Regions from separate parts of the Sus scrofa genome. Here regions 1 and 2 are each linked to region 3. The links are chromatin contacts, called in public HiChIP or PLAC-seq and promoter capture Hi-C maps. All regions are on one chromosome and are shown on one strand. The core of a region is the stretch at or near the end of the contact, and the rest is flanking DNA. Distances in the headings are between cores, read along the strand shown. Region 1 holds the start of STAT3 (signal transducer and activator of transcription 3). Region 2 holds the start of STAT5A (signal transducer and activator of transcription 5A). Region 3 holds the start of RAMP2 (receptor activity modifying protein 2).

Region 1 (2,700 bases), core at 198-2,697, 310 kb before region 3:
ACATGTTTAGTAGAAAATAGAAAACTGGCTGAATCAGTCATAACGCAGCCTAAATCCAAAAGATTGAGACTTACTGTTCTGATTTATTCAAACCAATGCTTTATCAGCACAACCAGCCAAAGAATGACAACCCATAGGCAGAATAAACATACCCTTTAGATGCACACCCCCAAAAAACCAGCAGATACACATTATATACATTTTTAATAAGGGTTAACACTATCCATCCAATTTGTATAACACAGAGGGATGTGGACTAAACATGGAGAAAATGACTTCATGTTGGTTTGAATCTTGCTAACCGAAATGCAACCACACCCCCCAAACACAGGTAAAGTTTGCACACTTGGTTCTGCCAAGGCCAGCCTGTCTTTGTTTCCCTCTTCTCTGCATTTACCCAAGACCTTGGCTCTGAGACAGAAAACTCCCACTCTCGATTGGTTCATTCCGGCCTATGCAATTAAGCAACACCACAATCCAGTAAACGCAAGGGCTCAATTATTTATCTTTTGGCCAAGTTTACCAGGTGTTTATAAAAGAACAATGCCAGGAGGAAAAAGGTTTATTTCTCTCTAGAGTTGGTTTGATGGGGGTTTTATTTTGTTGGGTTTTTTTTAAGAAGGGGGAGGAGAGAAACACGATTTAACCTAGAAAAAGACGAGAGGGAGTTTAGAAAGAGAACGAGATTGTCAATTTCCCTACAGGAAACTTGATTCTTATGCAATAACCCTAACCATGAACAACCAGCCCGTGAGGCTGGAGGAGGAAGACACCTATTCCTACCTCTCCAGGGGGGCACAGCTGGATCCTACAGGAGCGGGAACTGGACAAGACGGAGGAAGTGGCTCAGCCGGAGCCGCCGGGCCCGGCCGGGGGGGCGGGGAGGAGGCGCTTGCCAACCCACCCCTCCGTGATCTTCGCCAGCATGACAGTCGCTCCTGCGGCCGGAACGTCCCCAGAGCCCCAAGGAGCAGGAAGTCGGGGGCTGTCCCTCACTCCTGCCACCGCCACTCTAGAGTGCCCTGGCCCCAATGGTCCTCCCCCTCGAGCCCCTTCTCACTCTTCCACCGCGTCTCCTCTTTCTCCAAAGAATGAAAACTTCCTTCCAGCGTACCCTGTCCCTTCAGAGGCCGACTCCTGTCATCCTGGGAACGACCCTTCAGAACGACCCTCCCGGTCTCTTCGTATCCCCTCTGCCCTACTGAAGCTTCTGTCCACTACTCCCTCAAACACCCCAGAGCATCTCAGCCCTTCTGGCACCCACCCCTGGATCCCCGGCCCGGAGGCCGTCGCCCGGGGAGGGGGGGGGCGGCCCCACCCTTAACCCCCTTCACCTGCTGCTCCGGCTGAGGCCCGACTGGCCGGGGCTGCGCTTGCGCCGGGGTGCGGGCCGCAGGGCTCCCTCAGGCCGCAGAGTCTCCCCTATTAGACACGGGGAGAGCGCCAAGTAGGGGTGCTCGTCAAGGATCCTGTTCGGGCTCGCTCCCTCCGCGGCGACGTCGGAACCCCAGGCTCCCCCTCCCGGTCTACGCCGCCGCAGCTCCGGAAACCGCTGAATTACAGCCCCTCCAGCCAATCCCCGCCCAGCCCCCGCCTGGCCTGGGCACTCCGCTCATGCATTATTCATGAGACGACCAGTTTTCTCTGCCACACAGAGGCCCTGGTGAATGTACTGTATCTCCGAAGCCCCACCCACTTGCCAATGAGGAGAGCTCCTTGGAGAAGGGGCGGAGCCAACACAAGGCCGGGAACGCCCCTGTACTGGCTGTTCCGAGGGCTCACTGCTACTCCCTCCGCAACAGTAAGGGAAGAGCCAAGGCCTTGGGCTGAGAGACCCGGAGGGAGGGAAGAAAGATGACCGGAATGTCCTGCTGAAAACTCAGCTGAGTTCCTGGCAGTGTGTGACGTCAAGACACTTTAAATGCCCCTGATGCGGCTCTCTTTTGCCTACTCTCCCTTTTCCCGGCCCTTGGCACCACGTGGGGGTGAGTTAGGAGCCACTTACCACGTGGGAATCAGCCAGTTAAACAGTACCCAGGTATCGCCAGATACTCTAAGACCTCAACGGCTGAATTGGGTTTTTGGGGACAGCCAAAAGAACATGGGTGACTCCCGCCTGCTTTGAACCTCAGTTTCTGCGTGAGTCGAGACACACACACCCGGAAACATGACGTGGAAGTAGAGTAATTACTAGAGTGCGTGGGGAGAGGGTAGTGGATTTAACCCCGTCCTCCGTTCCGTCTCTTCAAGCATCAAAGGCCAACACGACTCGCACATTGGCCTGTTCACGGGAATGCAGGAGACAGTACAGATAAAGAATGACACGTATACACATTGTTTTTATGTGTCTGAGTTGAAATACTTGAAATTGCGTGCCTTTATCTTTTTCGCCTGTCTACTTCGAGTGCAAGTTCTACTCCATTGAAACCAGTAGTTTATAGGAAATGTAGACATTTTATCTTGCATAATAGAGGATGTACTTTGCATAATAGAGGATTGTATGTATGTGCTGGTACAATCAGGGTTTTAAAAAATAACAGCTATTAGTGCTTATTTGTGTTTATTGTGTTTGTTTAGTACAAAGAGGTATTAAGATGAAATCCAAAAAGGGACCTTTTATCAGGTGTTCCCACCGTCCAGCGGAAATGAATCTGACTAGCATCCATGAGGAAGCAGGTTGGACCCCTGGCCTAGCTCAGT
Region 2 (2,768 bases), core at 7-2,506, 400 kb before region 3:
CAAGTAGGGCCCACTCACCGTGCGGCAGTGGGTTTGGATCTGCCACTGACAGTCCTCCTGACACTGGCCAAGTCAATTCCCCTCTCCAGCCTCTGTTTCCCCGTTTGTAAAATCATCTTTTCGGTTGTTTCCAGTGCTGACACTTGACTGTCATTCCAGGTGACTCCCTGGCTGTGTGTCGGACCCTCCTCTGGCCAAATCTGTTGCACAGAGGAGGGGAAGAAGGGGTGAGGGGGTAGCATGTTCCCTCATCCCTAGAGCAGGGTTTCCCCAATCCTTTTTGAACCCCTTTACCATTTCAATTTCTCTCCCCATGGTCCTACCAACTGAGACTGCGACCACACATGGAGTGTGTGTGGCGGGGGTGGATCTGCAGCTTTAAACTTCTAGTGGTCTCTGAAATAAAAGAATGAAAACGGGGAGTTCCTGTTGTGGTTCAGCGGTAATGAGCCTGACTAGTATCCATGAGGACGATCCCTGGCCCCACTCAGTTGGTTAAGGATCCGGTGTTGCCATGAGCTGTGGTGTAGGTCACAGATGCAGCTTGGATCCCGAGTTGCTGTGGCTCTGGCATAGGGTGGCAGTTACAGCTCCATTTTGCCCCCTAGCCTGGGAACTTCCATATGCCATAGGTGCAGCCCTAAAAAGCAAAAAGAAAAAGAAAAAAGAAAAGAAACTGGGGGAAGTAGTGAGTGGTGAGAAGATGGATGGGTGTGGGATGGGGGAGGGAATAGAGAGAAAAGGGCAGATCCAAGAAGGAATTAGGGAGGGAGGGAGGGAGGGAGAGGAGAATGATTCCCCCCAGGACACAAGGTCTTGGCCCAGCCAGCTGTGAGTGGGCAGCCAGGCTGGCCCCTCCCTTGATGCTGCCAATACCAGCTGCCAGGCAGAGGGGAGGCCCCAGAGGAGAGGGAAGCTGGGTAAAGGGAATGGAAGGCTTCCAGGGCCACCTTGCCCAACTCCACACGCTCCGCAGAGGGGCGCTCAGGGAGGGGGCTGTGAGCCAGGCAAGGCTCAGGGAGGGTGTTCCCTGTTGTGGCCAGGCCTAGAGGCAGTGGGGAGCTTGTGAGGAGGATTCAAGACGGCCTTCCCTGGACTTTCTGAAGATAGGACCAGCCTCAGATGTGACTGGGCTCGCGTGAACTGAGGGCCAGGATCACGCACGGATCATAGTCTGCGGATCAGGCCACGTGCCCACGGTGGGACCCCTTCCCCGCTCTGCACTCCACTTCTCATCTGCAAAATGTCAGGGGGTTGAGCATTTGACTGCCAGGGTTCGTTCTTGTTTCTACTGCAGCGGGTGAGTGCACGGTGGTGGGAGTGGTGGAAGGAGGGTGATGGGGCCCTCTGAGTGAGCTGGCTTCTCTGGAATCCCCAGTCTTTCCCCTGGCCAGGGCTTCGCCACTGAGATCACAAAAGCTGCGTCCCCAACCCACGTAAACACACACGCGTGCGCGCGCGCGCGCGCACACACACACACACACACACACACACATTAAAATTTTGAGTCTAGAGATTCAAGAGGTGACATAAGCTGGGGCTGCAGGCATCTCCAGCCGGTCCAACCCTTCCCTCCTCCCTTTTTACAGATGCGAAAACTGAGGCTGTGCTTTGGAATTTCCAGAGCCCGGGATTTCCCAGCCCTCCCACCCCCATCCTCCAGCCACCGCTTCGCCTCTTGCCCAGCACGGGCCGCGGCCGCTCCGCGGGGCCGCAAGCGAGGGCAGGCTGGGACTCCCGGGGGGACCCCGCCGTCGGGGCAGCCCCCACGCCCGGCGCCGCCCCGCCTCGCCTCGCCGCCTGAGGCCCGGGGAGCCAGCCACCGAGGGCGGAGGCAGGGAGAAAGCGACCGAGGCTGGGAGGGGTGGTAGCGAGAGCTCGCGCGCTGTGTATGGTCTATCAGAGGCAGCTGACCTTTGAGGAGGAAATCGCTGCTCTCTGCGCCTTCCTGTAGTAACAGCCGCTGCCGCCGCCGCCGCCGCCTCCGCCGCCGCCGCCAGGAGCCCGGGCCGGGAGCGAACGCCGGCCCCGCTGCCGGACGGCTCGGCGCGACCAGGTGGGTGGCCCGGCCGCGCGTCCCCGGCGGCGCGCGCCGAGAGGGGGCACTCGGCTGCTGCCCGGGCCCCCGCGCTCCGGGCCCCGGAGCCCGACAGCCGGCGGCGGCGTGCCGGGAACCGTCCCCGGGACCGAGAGGGAGTTTCGGCGCAGCGCTCAGCGCGGACGGGAGACGGGGGACGCAGAGGGAGGGAGGGGTCGAGGGTGGGCGCCGTCCCCGCCCGCATGGGCAGGGGGCGCTGTCGGACCGGCCAGAGGGAGACCGCGGGCACAGCTCAGGGGGTCGCAGCCCCAGAGAGGGAGCGTCTGCTTCCCCGGCTCTCGCCCCTTCGCGACCCCAGCCATGGGCCCGCCGTGACGGAGCCGTCCAGTGGGAACCGTCGGTGGCGTGGCCCTCACTTTGGGCCAGAATATCCCCGGTTCCCAGAAACGGGGACTCAGGAGTTCGAGGCAGGGGAGGGGGATTCTTGCAGCCTTCCCTAGAGGGCCCGTGGGCCTCCGCCGGCAAGTTTCTCTTTCAGTTTTTAAGCTGTTCCCCCCGGGGAAGCCCCGGTGGGGCGAGGGGAGAGGAAGAGGGGGAGGGCACCTGACTTTCGGGAGCCCCTCCCCAAGCCTCAGCGGGTTCCTTGCTGGAGGGAAGGGCGGCCTTCCCCTCCTCACCATCTTTCTTCCCGCACAGGAAAGCGTGTCTGTGAGAGGGGAGGGGCCTGGCC
Region 3 (2,700 bases), core at 24-2,523:
TCAGTGTCTGGGAGTAATTTAGGAAAGTTTGGTGCTGACAGCTGTGTCTGGAGTTGAACGTCATGGCCAAGGCAGCTCCTGGGATCCTCCGCTGCTTCAGACTAATGAAGCTCTGGCTCAGGACACGGAGACAGCTGTGGTGTGGCAGAAGTCACAGCCGCTGGGGCCCCAGGCTCAGCCTTCCTGCTTCTCAGAAGAGCGACCTTAAGCAAGTCCTTAGGAAAAGAGGAAAGGAAACCAGTGTCTGCTGAGTTCAGTGCCCTTTCACAAGTGTCACCCTCACTATGATTTAGTCCCACGTTCACACAGAAGGGATCAGAGAATTCTTGATGGTAACTGATGTCATTCCAGGCTATAGAGCTGGAAAGCGGGAAGGCAGGACTCCCGGGGCTGAACTCAAGTTCTGGGCTTTCCTCTGAGCTTTAGCTTCCTCCTCTGTAAATTATGCACCCATCTCATGAATGAAGCCACACATTGTAGGTTCTAGTCTAAACTCTTCCTTTCTCACAACCTTGGCCTTGAAGGGCTGTGGCTATTTTCTCCTTGCGGGGGGAGTAGTCTTACTTTTGCCCCTGCCCTCAATCTGCTTTGTGGGTCTAGGGCCCAGGGACTGCCTCAAAGGGAGGGTATGGGCTTTGGTTTCCCCTCTACCCCCATCCCCAGGCCTTCTCCCGACTCGGAAGGGCTGGCTCCCTCTTTTCCTCCCCGGTTTTGGCAGGCAGGCCGACAGCAGTGGGTGTTCCCAGGGAAAGGGAACGCGGAGCCCAGCTCAAGGCGCCCCTTCCCCCACGGCCCAGGACAACCCCAACCCCCAGCCTTAGATACTGAGGCGTCGAGAGAGGCCCTCTGAGCTCCCAGCCCCCTCCCTCTCCCCACACCCTCCTCCCCCAACACTCCCCCCACAAACTCGCGGAGAAAGGGAAAGGGCGACTAGAGTGCGGGGAGCGGGGAGCGGATGCTGGGAGACCCCGGCGAGGCCTGGGCGCCATGCAGCAGAGCCGAGGAAATGATCCCGGTTCTGGGGTTACGAGGGGAGCTGTCCAGCCACACGGGGTGAACTGGAGGAAAGGGTGGGCCAACGCCGGCCAGGCGGGCGCCAGGGCCGGGTGGGGCAGCGACTCCCCCTCCAGCCCGCGGGCCCCGGGCGTCGCCCCCGCCCCCCACGTGGCCGCAGCCGTCCCAGCCCCTGCGAGGAAGCGGCGCGGCTTCCTGCGGCTGGGGACGAGGATATTGGCGCCCCCGCCAGCGCCCGGCTCAGCGCCGCCGCCCCTCCTCGCCTGCTCGCCGCGCGATGGCCTCGCTGCGAGCGGAGCGCGCCGCCGGGGGCCCGCGGCTCCCCGCGACCCGCGCCGGGCGACCGGCAGCGCTCCGCCTCCTCCTGCTGCTGGGCGGTGAGCGCAGCGCCCCGGGGCCCGGGCAGGAGGCGCGGGAGGCCCTGGAGGGGAGGGGGGCTGGACGGCCGAGGCCGGAACGGCCCCGGGGTGCGGGTGCGGACAGCGCTGCCCTTCGGACGGCCCCGCCTCGGTGAGGACGCCGCGCGGGCTGCTTCCCACTTGGCGAAAGCTGGGGTGCCAGGGCCCCTCCGAGAGGTCTTGGGAGGTCTGGGGCTGATGTGGAGGCAGGGGGTTTGGGTATGAGTGGGAAGGAATTGGTGCAGCCCCTTTCTTCCGGGCACCCGGTGGGGGCCTGCCTTACTCCTCTTTCTCTTCTGAGAGTAGCCCTGATTTCCAAGAGTCTCGGCCCCCAACCCACAACCCCCCCTCCTCCAGGCTCCACCGCCCAGATCCCCATCCGACCGCTCATTGCTCTCTTTCTTTTCTGCCCACAGCTGTCCTGAAGCCCCAGGAGTCCCTGGCTCAGCATTTTCCCACCCCAGATTACTTAAATTTAGAAGGTAAGTACCCAGTGGCTGTGGGAGGGTGGCTAGGGGAAAGGAAGAGAGAGGTCAGTGAACAGGGTCCCTTTCCCACAGGCTAGGCCCCAAACTTAGTTGGCTCCCCTAAATTCCCCTCTCTTTTCTCTTGGGGTTCCTTATAGTCTTTCTACCTCTCATCCCAGAGGGACCCCATCAGCTCTGAGCTGGTCCACCTCACAGTGGGTTAGAAAACCCCCCTCCCCCAAAAAAAGGAATTCCTTTTTTTTTTTTTATCTTTTTAAAGCGGCACCTGTGGCCTATGGAGGTTCCCAGGCTAGGGGTCAAATCGGAGCCACAGCTGCCGGCCACAGCCACAGCAACACCAGATCCGATCAGAGTCTGTGACCTATACCATAGCTCATGGCAACGCGGGAGTTCTTTTTTTTTTTTTTTTTTTTTTTTTTTTTTTTTTTTGTCGTGGCTCAGTACCTTATGAAACCCAGTGAGTATCCATGAGAACGTGGGTTTGATCCTTGGCCTCGCTTAGTGGGTTAAAGATCCCGTGTTGCTGTGAGTTGCGATGTAGGTCCCAGATGCTGCTCAGATCCTGCGTGGTGTAGACTGGGAGCAACAGCTCCAATTTGACCCCTAGCCTGGGAACTTACATATGCTGCAGGTGCGGTCTTAAAGGAAAAAGAGGAAGGCCCCAGAAAAAGTGGATGTGGAAGCTCTTGTTAGGTAGGGAGGTCCGTGCACACGGGAGGCATTAAACTTTTCCTGAGCTGGGACTCTCTCCTCAGCCAGGAGTGTCTTGCTTGGGAAATTTCTGAGGCTCTCCTGGCAGT

The links. Promoter capture Hi-C pulls out the DNA fragments that hold promoters and counts their contacts. HiChIP or PLAC-seq counts read pairs in DNA pulled down with a chosen protein or histone mark.
Region 1: an H3K27ac HiChIP or PLAC-seq map of alveolar macrophages shows a contact between it and region 3. The contact joins the promoter of STAT3 here to the promoter of RAMP2 in region 3. A contact is called at or near these places in 1 of 47 Hi-C or Micro-C datasets (liver) and 1 of 2 datasets of contacts at active chromatin or transcription factors (alveolar macrophages).
Region 2: a contact with region 3 is called in a promoter capture Hi-C map of fetal liver, with 4 times the contacts expected there. The contact joins the promoter of STAT5A here to the promoter of RAMP2 in region 3. A contact is called at or near these places in 1 of 5 promoter capture datasets (fetal liver) and 1 of 2 datasets of contacts at active chromatin or transcription factors (skeletal muscle).

What each region holds. Positions count from the first base shown.
Region 1 is chr12:20,406,063-20,408,762 of Sscrofa11.1, reverse strand. STAT3 (signal transducer and activator of transcription 3) reads right to left here and starts at 1,447. Exons shown (of 25, transcript NM_001044580.1): 1 at 1,335-1,447.
Region 2 is chr12:20,497,273-20,500,040 of Sscrofa11.1, reverse strand. It overlaps STAT5A (signal transducer and activator of transcription 5A), which reads left to right and starts at 1,256. Exons shown (of 19, transcript NM_214290.1): 1 at 1,256-1,300. It also overlaps a transcript of STAT5B not described here.
Region 3 is chr12:20,092,999-20,095,698 of Sscrofa11.1, reverse strand. It overlaps RAMP2 (receptor activity modifying protein 2), which reads left to right and starts at 1,273. Exons shown (of 5, transcript NM_214082.1): 1 at 1,273-1,391; 2 at 1,829-1,894. The coding sequence starts at 1,292.